Linked DNA regions of Mus musculus: region 2 is linked to region 1. A link is a contact called in public promoter capture Hi-C data. All regions are on one chromosome and are shown on one strand. The core of a region is the stretch at or near the end of the contact, and the rest is flanking DNA. Distances in the headings are between cores, read along the strand shown. Region 1 overlaps Gm26627 (a long non-coding RNA gene). Region 2 overlaps Ube2h (ubiquitin-conjugating enzyme E2H).

Region 1 (6,439 bases), core at 3,295-5,794:
TTCCACATCTCTCTCCTGGAGCCCACCGACCACATCTACACCAGATGCAGGCCAAATGCCCAGCCTCCCTTCTCTGGCTGGCTGGGCTCCTTTTCCAAAGTCTGGACTCAGGGCTCAGCAGGAGTAGGAAGCCCTGGGCTTACTTCAGGGGAGGAGCCCAAAGTGAGGAAATAGGAAAATGGTCCAGAGCCTAGGACTGGGAAACAGCTCTGTGCAGCTGGGAAGGCAGGATGGGGCCCCATGTTCACAGCAGAGGGACACGGAGGGTGGGGCTGTAAATCCAGCCAAAGAAGTCCCTGCCTTGGCCTTGAAGACCTGGAATGTGAAGTCACCCTTCCCCAGCTGGGGCAGGGCAGGAACTGAAGGTCTCCCTCTGGAGTCAAGGCTTGAGTAAAAGAGGGCAGGGTCTCTTCGCAGATGTGAGGGCCCCTCTTGGGGCTAAGCAGTTTGCAGCAGGCGGAGGGGAGACTGTGACTAAACCTTTCCCCTGTGACTTGGAGCTAGGGTCACTCAGCAAAGGAAAAGCCAGAGCCAATGGAAGCCAACGGAACTAGGAACTAGCAGCTCTTGTCCAAACCCGGAAGTAATGAGAGACAGAAAGAGAGAGACAGAGTCACAGACAGAGACAGAGGAGACACAGAGACAGAGACGGAGAAGGAAAGAAAAGAAAAGAAGAGAAAAGAATATCCTGGAGACAAGTCTCTAGTCCAGGCTGACCTCAAAGTCCATAGGTAGCCAAGGGCGAACTTGGGCTTCTGATTCTCTGCCTCCTGAGGTCTGAGGTTACAGGAACTTACCACCATGAAGATTATATTCAGGGTTCCAGATGGAACCCAGGGCTTCATGCATGCAAGGACTCTTTCAACTGAGCCACATCTCCAGCAGGAACATTGTTTCTGTCACCTGGGAGCCTCTTGCAAAGCGGGTTAGGATGGCAGACTGGTCAGGAACAAGGTTGCCAGGCCTCAGTCGGAGTCTGGCCTATTGCTTAATTCTGTGTGATCTCAGACAAGAGGCGTCACTTTCAGTGGCTGATTTCTGTCTCTTGTATTTATTAGTGTTGGGGGAGCAGGTTGGCGGTGTTTGGGCCCGTGCGTGCCTCAGCGCCACAGCATGTATGTGGACCTAAGAGGGTGATTCCAGGATTCTCCCTCCTCTGCAGACCTAACTTGGGTCATCACCCTTTTCACTGTAAGCCATTTACTCTGCTGAGCCATCCCACCAGCCCACAGTAGCCAATTTCTCATCTTTGGCCCTAACCTCTAATTGCCTTCCTCAGAAACTATTTGTGTGGATTGAAAATATTAATCCTAGCCAGGCCGTGGTGGTGCATACCTTTAATTCCAGCACTCTGGAGGCAGAAGCCACCAGATCTCTGTGAGTTTGAGGTCAGCCTGGTCTACAAACTGAGTTCCAAGACAACCAGGGCTACACAGAGGAACTCTGTCACAAATACATACATACACACACACACACACACACACACACACACACACACACACACACATACACACACTGTCTTAGGGTTTCTATTCCTGCACAAACATCATGACCAAGAAGCAAGTTGGGGAGAAAAGGGTTTATTCAGCTTACACTTCCACACTGTAGTTCATCACCAAAGGAAGTCAGAACTGGAACTCAAGCAGGCCAGGAAGCAGGAGCAGAGGCCACTGAAGGACGTTCCTTACTGGCTTGCCTCCCCTGGCTTGCTCAGCCTGCTTTCTTACAGAACCTAAGACTCCCAGCCCAGGGATGGCACCACCCACAAGGGGCCTTTCCCCTTGATCACTAATTGAGAAAAATGCCTTACAGCTGGATCTCATGAAGGCATTTCCTCAACTGAGGTGCCTTTCTCTGGGATAACTCCAGCCTGTGTCAAGTTGACACACAAAACCAGCCAGCACATACATGCATGCATACATACGTACATAAATACATACATACCTGGAAGAGGCAAGCATCTTATGATTCCTGGCCTGTGCCACTTTTCTCATGGTCTCTAATCTGTATTCCAATCATGCATTGTGGGTGCCTCTGCCCCTCTGTCACCCATGAACCACCTGATACATCCTGAGTAAGCTGTTCAAAGTCCTATTGCGTGTAAGGCACAGGGTCAGAGCTCAATGTCAGGTCCCTAGCACTCCATCCCTGCTCCCTTCCTCACAGAACCCCTGTGCCCGGTGGGCCTACTCCTTACCTTTCAAGTGGTCTTGGTAGATGCTGAAACTTCTCATCTCAGGCTCCTCCTCTGTGAAATGGGAATATAAAAGTAGTCTGTTAAATCAGACTGGTGACATGCATCTTTAATCCCAGGACTTGGAAGGCAGAGGTAGTTGCATCTCTTGAGTTTCAGGCAGCCTGGTCCCCACAGCAATTTCTAAGCCAACCAAGGCTATGTTTTGTGCCTGTTTTTATTTTTTTATTTTATTTTTTTTAAGACTTATTTATTTATTATATATAAGTACACTGTAGTTGCCTTCAGACACACCAGAAGAGGGCACCAGATCCCATTACAGATGGTTGTGAGCCACCATGTGGTTGCTGGGATTTGAACTCAGGACCTCTGGAAGAGCAGTCAGTGCTCTTAACCGCTGAGCCATCTCTCCAGCCCTTGTGCCTGTTTTTAAATAATTAAAAACCTTTGTCAGTGTGGTTGCAAGGATTGTTTTGCCCTGAGTCCTCTGAAGGCAGAGACTAAGACAAAGACCTACAAGCAAAATTATTTTGGCATGTGATCCCAGGAAATAGAATCTCTGATACAAGGAGTGAAAGAGGGAAGGATGGTGAGCCAGACAGGTTGCTGTAGAGAGCAGCCACTGATCATCTAGTCGCACAGAGCATCTCTGCAGGGCCGCAGGGCAGAATAAATAAGCACTCACCCCCTGGTTGGTATCAATGCCTCATCCTGAGAATGATCTACAATAGCATCTTTTGGTTTTGAATAAGTAAGTGTATTAAGTGTATTAATACATGACATAGAGAGGACGAACAAAATATCAAACCAGGTACTCAAATCATCTGGCAGAAATGTCCCGGGCAAACCCTGCAGAGGCAGCAAGCTGGAGTTCCCGAGAGAGCCCCAAGCAAGCAGAATGTCCCCAAGGATGAAGCTTCCAAGTATGAGAACAAATGACAAGCAGAAACATCACCCAATCAGAGGCGTACAAACACTCAGCAGAAACCTCTGGGGAGGCTAAGGCAGTCGTCTGCAGTTCCTGATCAAGCTTGCCTTGGTGGCACCTTTATGCCCTGGGACAAACCGTGGGAAGGAAACTCTGTTGGAAATGGGTTGCCCCAGGCACAGTGTTCTAACTCTGGCCTGTTTTGCTTTCTCTTTCTTCCCGGTCAACTTACAGGTGGGGCAGCCCATCCCAGACAAGGGCCCTGGAGAGTCACTTGACATGCTTGGGTTGGAAACCAGGCATTGTGGGGAGCAACATAACCCTGTTTCCACAGCCAACATCCCAGAGAGCTCCAACAACACACTACAACTTCCCAATATAACAAGCAGGACATCCAGACCTTAAAACGTTCATGTGACCTTAAAGGGCACTTCTGATCTATTGATTTAATCCCTTTGGGGACAAATGCAACCAGAAGTTAGTTAATTATGAAGACTTTATTGCCTTTTTAGAACTCTTGTCTTTTAAAAATAGTTTATTATTTGTACCTTGTTTTATAGGTATATTTTATTTTTTCCCCTTATGCAGGTCTCAGGTAAATCTTTTCATTGCTTGGATTCTTGCACCTGCCCCTGTTTTCTTGTCTCCCCCTGTGGTCTCATATACAGAGGAAGTTTTACATTCTAGCAAAAGCCCATGGAGATGGCAGTGACCTTGATCAATGAACAGTCTTCGTAAACAAGAAAAACCAGAAAAGAAAGTGCACAGAGATCCCAAAGTCTCTAATGTTGACTCCATCACTGCAGGGTTGCAGGAGCACAAGACCCGGTCCCCTTGTTATCTCAGCAGTTGATGCACAGGACACTGGGTGTCATGGGCTCCATCACTCCCGGCACCACCAGCCTTTCCATCGTCCTGTAAGTCCTCTTTCGTTTTTTATAAGAAATGGCATCTTGGAGCGACTACCTACTATGCCAGTTTTGTGCTATGCAGTCTGGAAAATGGTCTAGAGTGGCCTTTTTTCTGTTTGTTTGTCCATTTTGAATGAGTAAGTTTAAGTAAGTAGATAGACTAATCAATAGAAGAGATCAGCGGAGGTGGGGGTGGGGCTGGGGGGAGGTGGAGGTGGAGGTGGGGAAGTCCTGTTGAGGCTATCAGCTGGAGTTCCTGAGAGGGAGGGTCTGGGGCAGAACAGAGTGTCCGCTGGGGTGAGGCTTCGAAGCACAAATGAGAGCAGAGAGGGCGCATGCGTCATCAACCCAGACACATCCAGCAGAAACGGCTGGGGAACTAAAGGCCGTCAGCTGGAGTTCATCACAGAGCTTTCTCTTTATGGCTGCGCTCCCCACGGCTGAGCTTCCGGCTTCTCTGAAGCAGTGCAGGCTTCCGGTCCACTCTCTTGAACTCCAGGGGCTGTGTCAAGGATCAAAGTCTGAGCTCCTGACGGGTCACTGCCCACAGGACAATACAATTAGGACTGCACTTCTCTAGCACCTACAACCTGCTGGGATCTTAGAAATGTGCTTGTGTTTGTTTGTTTTGGGGGGCTTTTGTTTTGTTTTGCTTGCTTTTGTGAGAGAACAATGTAGTTTTGCTGAAGTTCACATTGTAGCCAACCCTGGTGGGTGGGCATATTTTAGAGCTGGCAATGATCTCCAAGCCTTCTATTCTAAAACCAAAGAAGAGAGCTTCACCAGCCCAGGAGGCCAGGCAGGTCTGTTTCCCTCCCCCTTCTCCTCCCCCTCCTTCCCCCTCCCTCTCCCTCTCCCTCTCTTTAAAAAAAAAGATTTATTTACTTATATTTTATATTGTAAGTACACTGTAGAAGTCTTCAGACACACCAGAAGAGAGCATCAGATCCCATTACAGATGGTTGTGAGCCACCATGTGGTTGCTGGGAATTGAACTCAGCCCCTCTAGAAGAGCAGTCAGTGCTCTTAACCGCTGAGCCATCTCTCCAGTCCACTAGCTCCTCTTTTTAAATAGTTATTCATTTATTGGTGGGGACATGTATGCACCATGTCACACACGTGGACATCAGAGAACTTTTAGAAATCAGTTCTCTCTTTCCATCACATGGGTCCTGGGATTAAACTCGGGTGTCAGACTTGGTTCATCTCACTATCTTCCCAGTCTCTTTTGACTGGCCACTGGAGACTCACTGGAATTTAAATCTCTTAGCTGCTAAGTGGTAACAGGACAGGACTGGAGGGGTGGGAATGCGGCTGTCCGCTAAGTGTCTTCCCTTCACTATCTCATTCTTGGCCCTCAGGCCCCACTCTCAGACTCTCCAATGCCTCCTGGGTGATTCAGTGGAACTTCTGGTGTTGGTGGATATGTTCTGTATCTGGGCTATGTCACCAGGTGACCGTGTGGTGCTATGGAGTACCTGTAATAGGCTAACACATCTAGAATCTGTATTCTTCACTGTAATTATGACTAAGTTAAAGACCATATTCAGCTAGCAGTTTTTTTTTTTTTTTTTGGTTTTTTTTTCGAGACAGGGTTTCTCTGTATAGCCCTAGCTGTCCTGGAACTCACTTTGTAGACCAGGTTGGCCTCGAACTCAGAAATCTGCCTGCCTCTGCCTCCCGAGTGCTGGGATTGAAGGCGTGCACCACCACACCCGGCTAGTAGTTTATATTTTAACAATAAAGCAGGGACTGGAGAGATGGCTCAGCGGTTAAGACTGCTCTTCTGAAGGTCCTGAGTTCAAATCCCAGCAACCACATGGTGGCTCACAACCACCTGTAATGAGATCTGACGCCCCCTTTCTGGGGTGTCTTCAGACACTGACAGTATTATATGTAAGTACAGTGTGTATATATTTATAATAAATAAATAAATCTTTAAAAAAAACCAATAAGGCAACTTGAATGCATTACTAAAATTCTCAGGAGTCAGTAGGTTTGTCTCTGTGACTCTCTCCAGCTCCCCAACACAACTTAATCCCCCTCTGTTGGGGACTCTGGCACTGTGCTGGGTGAACTCCCAAAGGTCTTTGCTATCTCTGCCCCTTCCTGGATGGACATGTTAGGGGCCTCACCTCCTATTGCCCCTAAGTCCAAGGATGAGGTGGGGAATCGTAAATTCAGTGGTTCCTCTCATCCCTAACCCTGGATGACTGATTGGGGCCCCAGAAGTCAGACCTGAGGAGAGACATGTTCAATACGGTTTAACAGGCTTCTCCAAAAAAAACATAAGTAGTTATCTGTCTTAGCACTGGCCATATAGGTTATTAATTGACTCTCAAGCCACATCTCAAAAGGTGGCTAAACCATCTTCCCCTTCTCTTTCTCACAGAATAAAAGACACAT
Region 2 (6,941 bases), core at 3,420-5,919, 700 kb after region 1:
GACCCCTCAGTTCCCAGGGGCTAAACCACCAACCAAAGAGCACACATGACTCCAGCTACATATGTAGCAGAGGACGGCCTCATCTGGCATCAGTGGGAGGGGAGGTGCCTGGTCCTGTGAAGGCTTGGTGCCCCAGTGAAGGAAGATACCAGAGGGGTGAGGCAGGAGTGGGTGGGTGGGTGGGTGGGTGAGGGAGCACGCTCTTGGAAGCAGAGGGGAGGGCGTGGGGAGGAGGTTGTAGAGGGGAGATCGGGATGGGGGGACAACATTTGAAATGTAAACAAATGATTAATGAACTTAAAAAATAAGGAAAAAAAAACCAGTGACCACCAGAAAGTTGTTTTTTGTTCTTTTGTTTTTGTTTTCTGTTGTTTTTTCAAGACAGGGATGGCGATGGCATTCTATATTTCTGCTCTAGAGAGTATGCTCCTGATCAGTTTTTATTTGTTGGTATTGAAGGTTGAACCCACAGCCTCACACACAGGATTCTACTACTGAACTACATACTACTGATTCTCCTGGCCCTACAGCTGACTTTATCTCTACTGAAGGCCTCAGAAACACTGGCAATGCTGCTGTCAGTGGAAATGGGCTGTGTTGGAGGACAAGTCCTGACTCTCAGATCTGGACCAAAACTATGGAACTGACATCTGGGCAGGTCAGCCATGGTGTATCTGGGTCCCAGACGGTGAAGAGGTCAGCTCAGAGTATTTGGAAAATTCCAGACCCCTCCTCTCCTGGAAGAGAAAGGTCATGAAACACTTAGGTACCCCCACTCTCCGGAAGGGAGAGGCTAATTACATTCCTTAGACCAGTGTGTGTGTGTGTGTGTGTGTGTGTGTGTGTGTGCACTTGCATGTTTACTATCAGTTACGTGCAGGTGGCAGAGGCCCAGAGCACTTAGACACATTTCATGTTGGCCATCTACAGACAAGGGAAGTCCTTGCCACCTCATTCTCTTTTTTTCTTTTTTTAAAGATTTATTTTTTATTTATGTGAGTACACTGTAGCTATCTTCAGACACACACCAGAAGAGATCCCATTACAGATGGTTGTGAGCCACCACGTGGTTGCTGGGAATTGAACTCAGGACCTCTGGAAGAGCGCTCTTAACCAACTGAGCCATCACTCCAGCCTGCCACTTCATTCTCTAAAGACCAATCAGTTTAAGTCACACTCTTCTGTCAATCACATTGTGCCCAATGGCTGCTGCTTTGAAAACTGTATAAATACTCGCCCAAATGTGCTGTGTGGTCGTTCTCTCTCACCTCCATGTGTAGGACAACCCCAAAGCGCTGGAACAATAAATTCCTCTTGCTTTTTGCATGGATTCCTGGCTCTGCATCATTCACTCAGGGAGTTCCCAGTAAGCTACGCCTTGCCAGAGTCTTACAACAGAAGGCTCCAGTAGGTGCAGGCCATCGACTCTGTACTTTGAACAGCATGAGGTCATAGTTCACAAAGCCTTAAGTCCTAGGATCCAGCATAGTAACCACACACTCTCTCTCTCTCTCAGTTACGGCCCCAGGATGGAGGGAGGGCTGGTCTACTCACTGGAGTGCTCACAATGGAATCCTAAGAGGGCAGAACTTTCTGCATACAGGGCAAAGCAGTGGTTCTCAGCCTTCCTAATGCTACAACCCTTTAATACAGTTCCTCCTTTTGTGGTGATTCTCAGTCATGAAATTATTTTCATTGCTATTTCATAACTGTAATTCTGCTGTTATGAATCAATTCAAATATCTGTGTTTTCCGACCTTTGTGAAAAGGTCATTTGATCCCCAAAGGAGTTGTGACCACAGGTTGAGTGAGACCCATTGCTCTGGAGGAAGGCGTTTATGTTTCTCAGCTGCTATCAGCACAGAACTCTTTTGAAATCTGCAGAAGGGTTTCTTGGGTTTTGTTTTGTTGAGAGAGGATCTGGTCCTGGAACTCTTTATGTATAGCAGGCTGCCTCTGTGCTGAGATCTACCTGCTTCTGCCTACTGAATGGGCCGAGGATTAGAGGTATATAATGCCACCATGCCTGGCCCAGAAGGGCATACACACACACACACATACACACACATGTGTGTATATGTATGAAAAAAAATCTGTGTTATCTATTATGTGTGTGTGTGTGTGTATTTCCATCCCCATAGACAAGAACACAGCTCTGAACTAGATAGAGGGAACACTCCTTTGAGGTAACTTTAAATACCCGAGGGGTCAGAAAACCTTCACCTTTCCAGAGGTTGTAGCTCTGGAGATCACACCTCAGCCAGCCACAATGAACTATCTTGGGGTGTGTTTGGTGGGTCTAGGAGTTGTGGGTATCCTAAACCTTGTTTTTCTTCTCTGGTGGGTAGGGCACCCCGAGATTCCAGGGTTTCAGCACCTCAGTCCAGAGGGGGAGGGTCCTGTTGCCCTTCAGACTGAGAGAAGTTCCTAAATTGTCATGGTTTGTATGTCCTTGGACCAGGGAGTGGCACCATTTGGAGGTGTGACCTGGTTGGAGTAGGTACGTCACTGTGGGTGTGGGCATAAGATCCTCACCCTAGTTGCCTGGAAGTTAGTCTTCCACTAGCAGCCTTTGGATGAAGACATAGAACTCTCAGCTTCTCCTGCACCATGCCTGCCTGGATGCTGCCATGTTCCCACCTTGATGGTAATGAACTGAACCTCTGAACCTGTAAGCCAGCCCCAATTAAATGTTTTTTTATAAGACTTGCCTTGGTCATGGTGTCTGTTCACAGCAGTAAAACCCTAACTAATACATAAGTACAACCTCTGGGACCCCAACTGTCTAAAATCACAAACTTTAGAAACCCCCTCTCCTGGAAAAGGAGCCATGCCTCAGGAAAGGAGGACAAGGTTTTGACACCCAGAGGGCTGCTGAGGGTGAGATTGCTGTGGACTCCTCCTGGGGCTGTTACCCACATTTCCCAGTTCAGTCAAAAATGGGTTCTATGAACTCCCAAAGTCTCTTGGGTCTAAAAACTCCAAACCTGTATTAGGACCTTAGTGTTCCAAGTAGCCTTTAAAGGGGCTATGGTATTGAATCAGGTCTGCAAGGAAGACTTGCAGACTTCATTGTTTAGCCAAGGACTGAAGGGTACAGGGGCTGGAACTTAAGTAGCCCAGCTCCTACGGGATTCAATAGCTCTGGTTTCCAGGCCTTTGGGTAAGGGGCTAGTGAGGACCACATGTTGAACTGCTGTTTCAGGAGTGCCTCATTGCTCTACCTTATTCAAGGGACAGTCCCAGGTGTCTGGTGCCTGACCTGCTTCCTCTTGCCAAATTTCTGTTAACAGGCAGATATGAAGCTGTCTCGTGGAGACAGCATCACTATGCCTACTTAACAATAAACCCTTGTCTCAGGTCCTCTGACAGCTCAGGAGACTGGACGGTACTGCCACCTGCTGGCTGGTTAGTGCATGTGAGCTGTAATGGAATTGAAAGGCAGGGTTTGGTTCCTCAGGGAAGTTATCATTGGGCACACAGGCAGTCCAGACAGTGACCATCAAGTTCAGACCAAGTTCACACCCTCAGAGAGGACGAGGAGACCAACCCATCTGGGCTTTGCAGGGACAGCTGTGATGCTCACACCTCAGCCATCCATCTGCGGGCGGGCCCCCTTGGTTATTGCTGCCCGAGAGTGACATACTATCCTGATTTGCCCTTGGTTGTGTTGGATGTGCGTGGGGCAGCTGTGATAGATCAAGTTCAGCCATTTGCCAAGGTATATACACATTTTATTTAAAAAAGTTTACAGTTTTCATTATACACAACTATTAAGAGGTTATAGTCAGAAGAGGCAATTGTCCAGGTGACAGACATGCCCACTAGATCATCACAATGCAAGGAGGGCAGAAGGGAGGAGAGAGGGCAAGGAGGGGAAAGCGGTAAAAAGCTTAGATTTCAATTAAGGGCTGGTAAGTCCCTTTTATCTCTTCAAGTATCACACAATATGTACCAAATACAATCAGTAATTAAAGGCCATTTCTTCCCGCACCTAGAGCTGTGTAATTGCTAAACCAAGAGCCCTGGCCACTCCTCCCGTGAGTGGGAAGCTGCACACCCCTGGCCCCCAGGGGCCGCCTTTCCATCCAATTCCCAAAGAGCTGGTGGAGGTGTTCAGTGGCCAGAGGAAGAGGAACATGGATTCACACGTCCAAAGAATGCAGTTCTTTGTGCCCAATCAGAAATGAGTTGGTTTCACTCAGCAAGGCTATGACCCAGTTACAAGTTGACAAAACAAACTGCTAACTTTTGCAAATGGCTTGACTTTTCTGAGTCACTAAAACACAAAGGGTCACATGCCGCTTAAAATCCAATGCCAGTACTCAGAAACCTGACCCAGAGAAACTAGAGACTGGCAGAGGGTCTGTCATGATTCTCAGCCACCCCAAAGAGTGGCCTAGAAAATGCAAGTGTCAGGTCAAGGCCACCTAGAACTTCGGGGAGCCCTTTCCAGGGCGCAGTTCCTTTGAGAAGGGACACTCCTCAGGAGCCTAGAGCAGCCGGTTGGCAATTAGAACAGCGTTTGAAGTGGACAAAACACATTAGTGCTGGAGAGATGTTGCAACTTCTGATAACTCATTAATAGAAACGTCAGTTGAGGCTGCTCATCTCTCTCGAGAGGGCAGAGACTGCTGACAAAACAATTTCTAATGCCAGGGTCTAGGTTGGCAAGCACGGAACACAGCCTGCTGGCCCCGGTGCTGGGCTTCCAGGGGTGCAGGGGTGTGGCAGGTTTTGGGGCTGCCAAGTTGCAGCCACTTCACTCATCGGTGTTTGTTTGGCAAGGGCTCAAGTCATCAACGGGGGCAAAGGACGGCTTCCACTAGGAAAGCACAAGGCAGGACCTCAACAGAACGGTTAGCTGAATGGCGGGCAGACGACAGCAGCAGCAGCTGTGACTTACTGCCACCCCTGCCTGTTAAAGCAGCCCTGCCCTGCTGCAGATCTCACCTGTTTACTGCAGGGACGCAGAGCCCTCAGTCAGAACCAGGCTTTAGCACTCTCTCCTCTCCTTTGCAAGTATGAGTATGGTCATCTAGTAACTAGGAGCGGGGAAGGGCCAGAAAGCTGGCAAACCTTCTTAACAGAGTCACAGCCCAGAGAGCTGCAACATGCATAGAACCATACTGGTGCCAGAGTCGAGGGTGGGGTGATGTGGGAGCGGTCATGGAAACTCCAGTGCTGCAGAACCCAGTGACACCTTCACCATACGCCGAGATGGACACACTCTGCACTCAGGTCTGCACAGGAAGGAATGCTGTCTCTTCACTGGGGCAAAGCGGACCCGGTGAGGGTCAGGAGCCAGAGCTGCTCACACCCGTTCCCCAAACTTGGCTCTGGTTTGTTGTGTCTGTTTTGTAGTTTTTCCATCAATATCAAAAGCAATTATCTGGACTTTTTTTTTATTGAGGGGGAGGTAATCAGAATACTATTTTTATACAGTATTGAAAAAAATACATTTTTTTTATTGTCTGAACTCACAATCACCACCCAGCAGTTCACGCCTGCTCTAGGTAGCACCCACATGAAGGCTATAGCATGAGCAAAGGCCTAATCCGCAGGGAAGCAAGCTGCAGGGCCAGCAGAAACCCTCCTAATCACACAGAGGACAGCAGGCCACGTAAGCAGGTACACAGCACACAGCTAAAGCCACCTTTCAACAAGCCAGGGTGCCAGAGGACATGAACCAACCCCAGCACTACAAAACTGCATGTTCCCCAAAGAAACCTTTTGCTTCATGCCCGTAATTAACATAAAATAAGTAAATTATTTGTCTTTGTATTTAGGAAAATAATCACGCTAAAAGTTGTACTTTATATGGATTTTCAAAGGAAAGACTGATTGTGCTTTTTGAATTAAAAAAAAAGATAGGTGTCTTCCAACCTCATTGACTTAACCCTTGTGGAATATAGCACTTCTAAACTAAAAACACACATCAAAAGAAAGGTTAGTCCAGTGGGACATTCAAAATGTCTTCAGGTCTTACGATTGGCTACTTCTACTGTTCTGGTTTTGTCAAAAAGAATACAGAGCAGAGCTGCTGTCTACACTGTCTCCAAATTCCCTCCAGAGTCAGGTCTGAAACTGCTGGGCACACTGGATGGCATTTAGCCGGCAGCATGGGCCAGGCACCTCAAGCCATCTGACTGGCTGTTACCTTGGAGGGTCAAAGTGTCCCCTCAACCTGCCTCCGTAACAATTCTCGAAAGTAGTTCTTCCCCACCTCCGGCCACTTTGGTACAAAAACTTCCGTTTGTTTCAGCTGTTACCCATTGCAAATTTAGGATGTTCTGGGTCTCAGACGCCCAATCTACCCACTCCCGTAAGCAGTTGGCAGCTTCCAGGAGAACTAAGGCTGGAGGTCAAGGGTCGCACAGGGGCTCAAGCAATGGGGCCAGTCTTCCTCCATCTGATGGTCCACTGAGCCTTGTCCAGGGAGGAGACTGTCCCTTGGTAGGTGAAAATTAAATCTGTAACCTGTCTAGGTACAATTCACACAAATTAAGAAAAAAGAAACACAAAACAAAAAACCAAAACCGCGTCCAGTTTCACAGCTCAGTCCAGGCAATGGATCAACAGGCCCCGTGCTAGGATCAGATGTCACTCTTGTGTCTTCATTCCCGTCTCCTCCAGTCCTGCTCGCTCAATAATTCCTGCTGGATGACAAGCTGTACCCCCAAAAGACATGGGTTCAGGAAATGCTCCCCAAATGTTCTCCAAGGCAAAACCAAGGTGGCTGCAGGTCTGGTAGCAAGGAGGGCAGGAGTCTACCTAGAAAAATGCACTTAAATCCGAGTCAAAAAAAAAAAAAAAAAAAATCAAAAGCCCTAAGTCTCACTCAACTCGCTGCATCTTGCTGCTCCTCACCAAGGACCACTCAGGACTAGGGAGCAGCTGGCAAGGACGGAGCAGCCTCACAGGCTCTCAAAGCACGCGTC

The links. Promoter capture Hi-C pulls out the DNA fragments that hold promoters and counts their contacts.
Region 2: a promoter capture Hi-C map of liver shows a contact between it and region 1, with 2.3 times the contacts expected there. The contact joins two enhancer-like sites. A contact is called at or near these places in 2 of 39 promoter capture datasets (hippocampal neurons and liver) and 1 of 15 datasets of contacts at CTCF or cohesin (embryonic stem cells).

What each region holds. Positions count from the first base shown.
Region 1 is chr6:29,509,042-29,515,480 of GRCm38.p6, forward strand. All of the region lies in intron 2 of Gm26627 (a long non-coding RNA gene), which reads left to right. Among named protein-coding and RNA genes, the nearest start is that of Kcp, 4.3 kb to the left of the region's middle. Within about 2 kb of position 4,545, at least 162 of the 459 cell types and tissues checked have an H3K27ac peak or open chromatin away from gene starts, as enhancers often do. A contact at or near this core is called in liver, where this site is marked.
Region 2 is chr6:30,207,577-30,214,517 of GRCm38.p6, forward strand. Ube2h (ubiquitin-conjugating enzyme E2H) reads right to left here. Exons shown (of 7, transcript NM_009459.3): 7 at 3,713-6,941. Among named protein-coding and RNA genes, the nearest start is that of Gm31221, 33 kb to the left of the region's middle. Within about 2 kb of position 4,670, at least 26 of the 459 cell types and tissues checked have an H3K27ac peak or open chromatin away from gene starts, as enhancers often do. A contact at or near this core is called in liver, where this site is marked.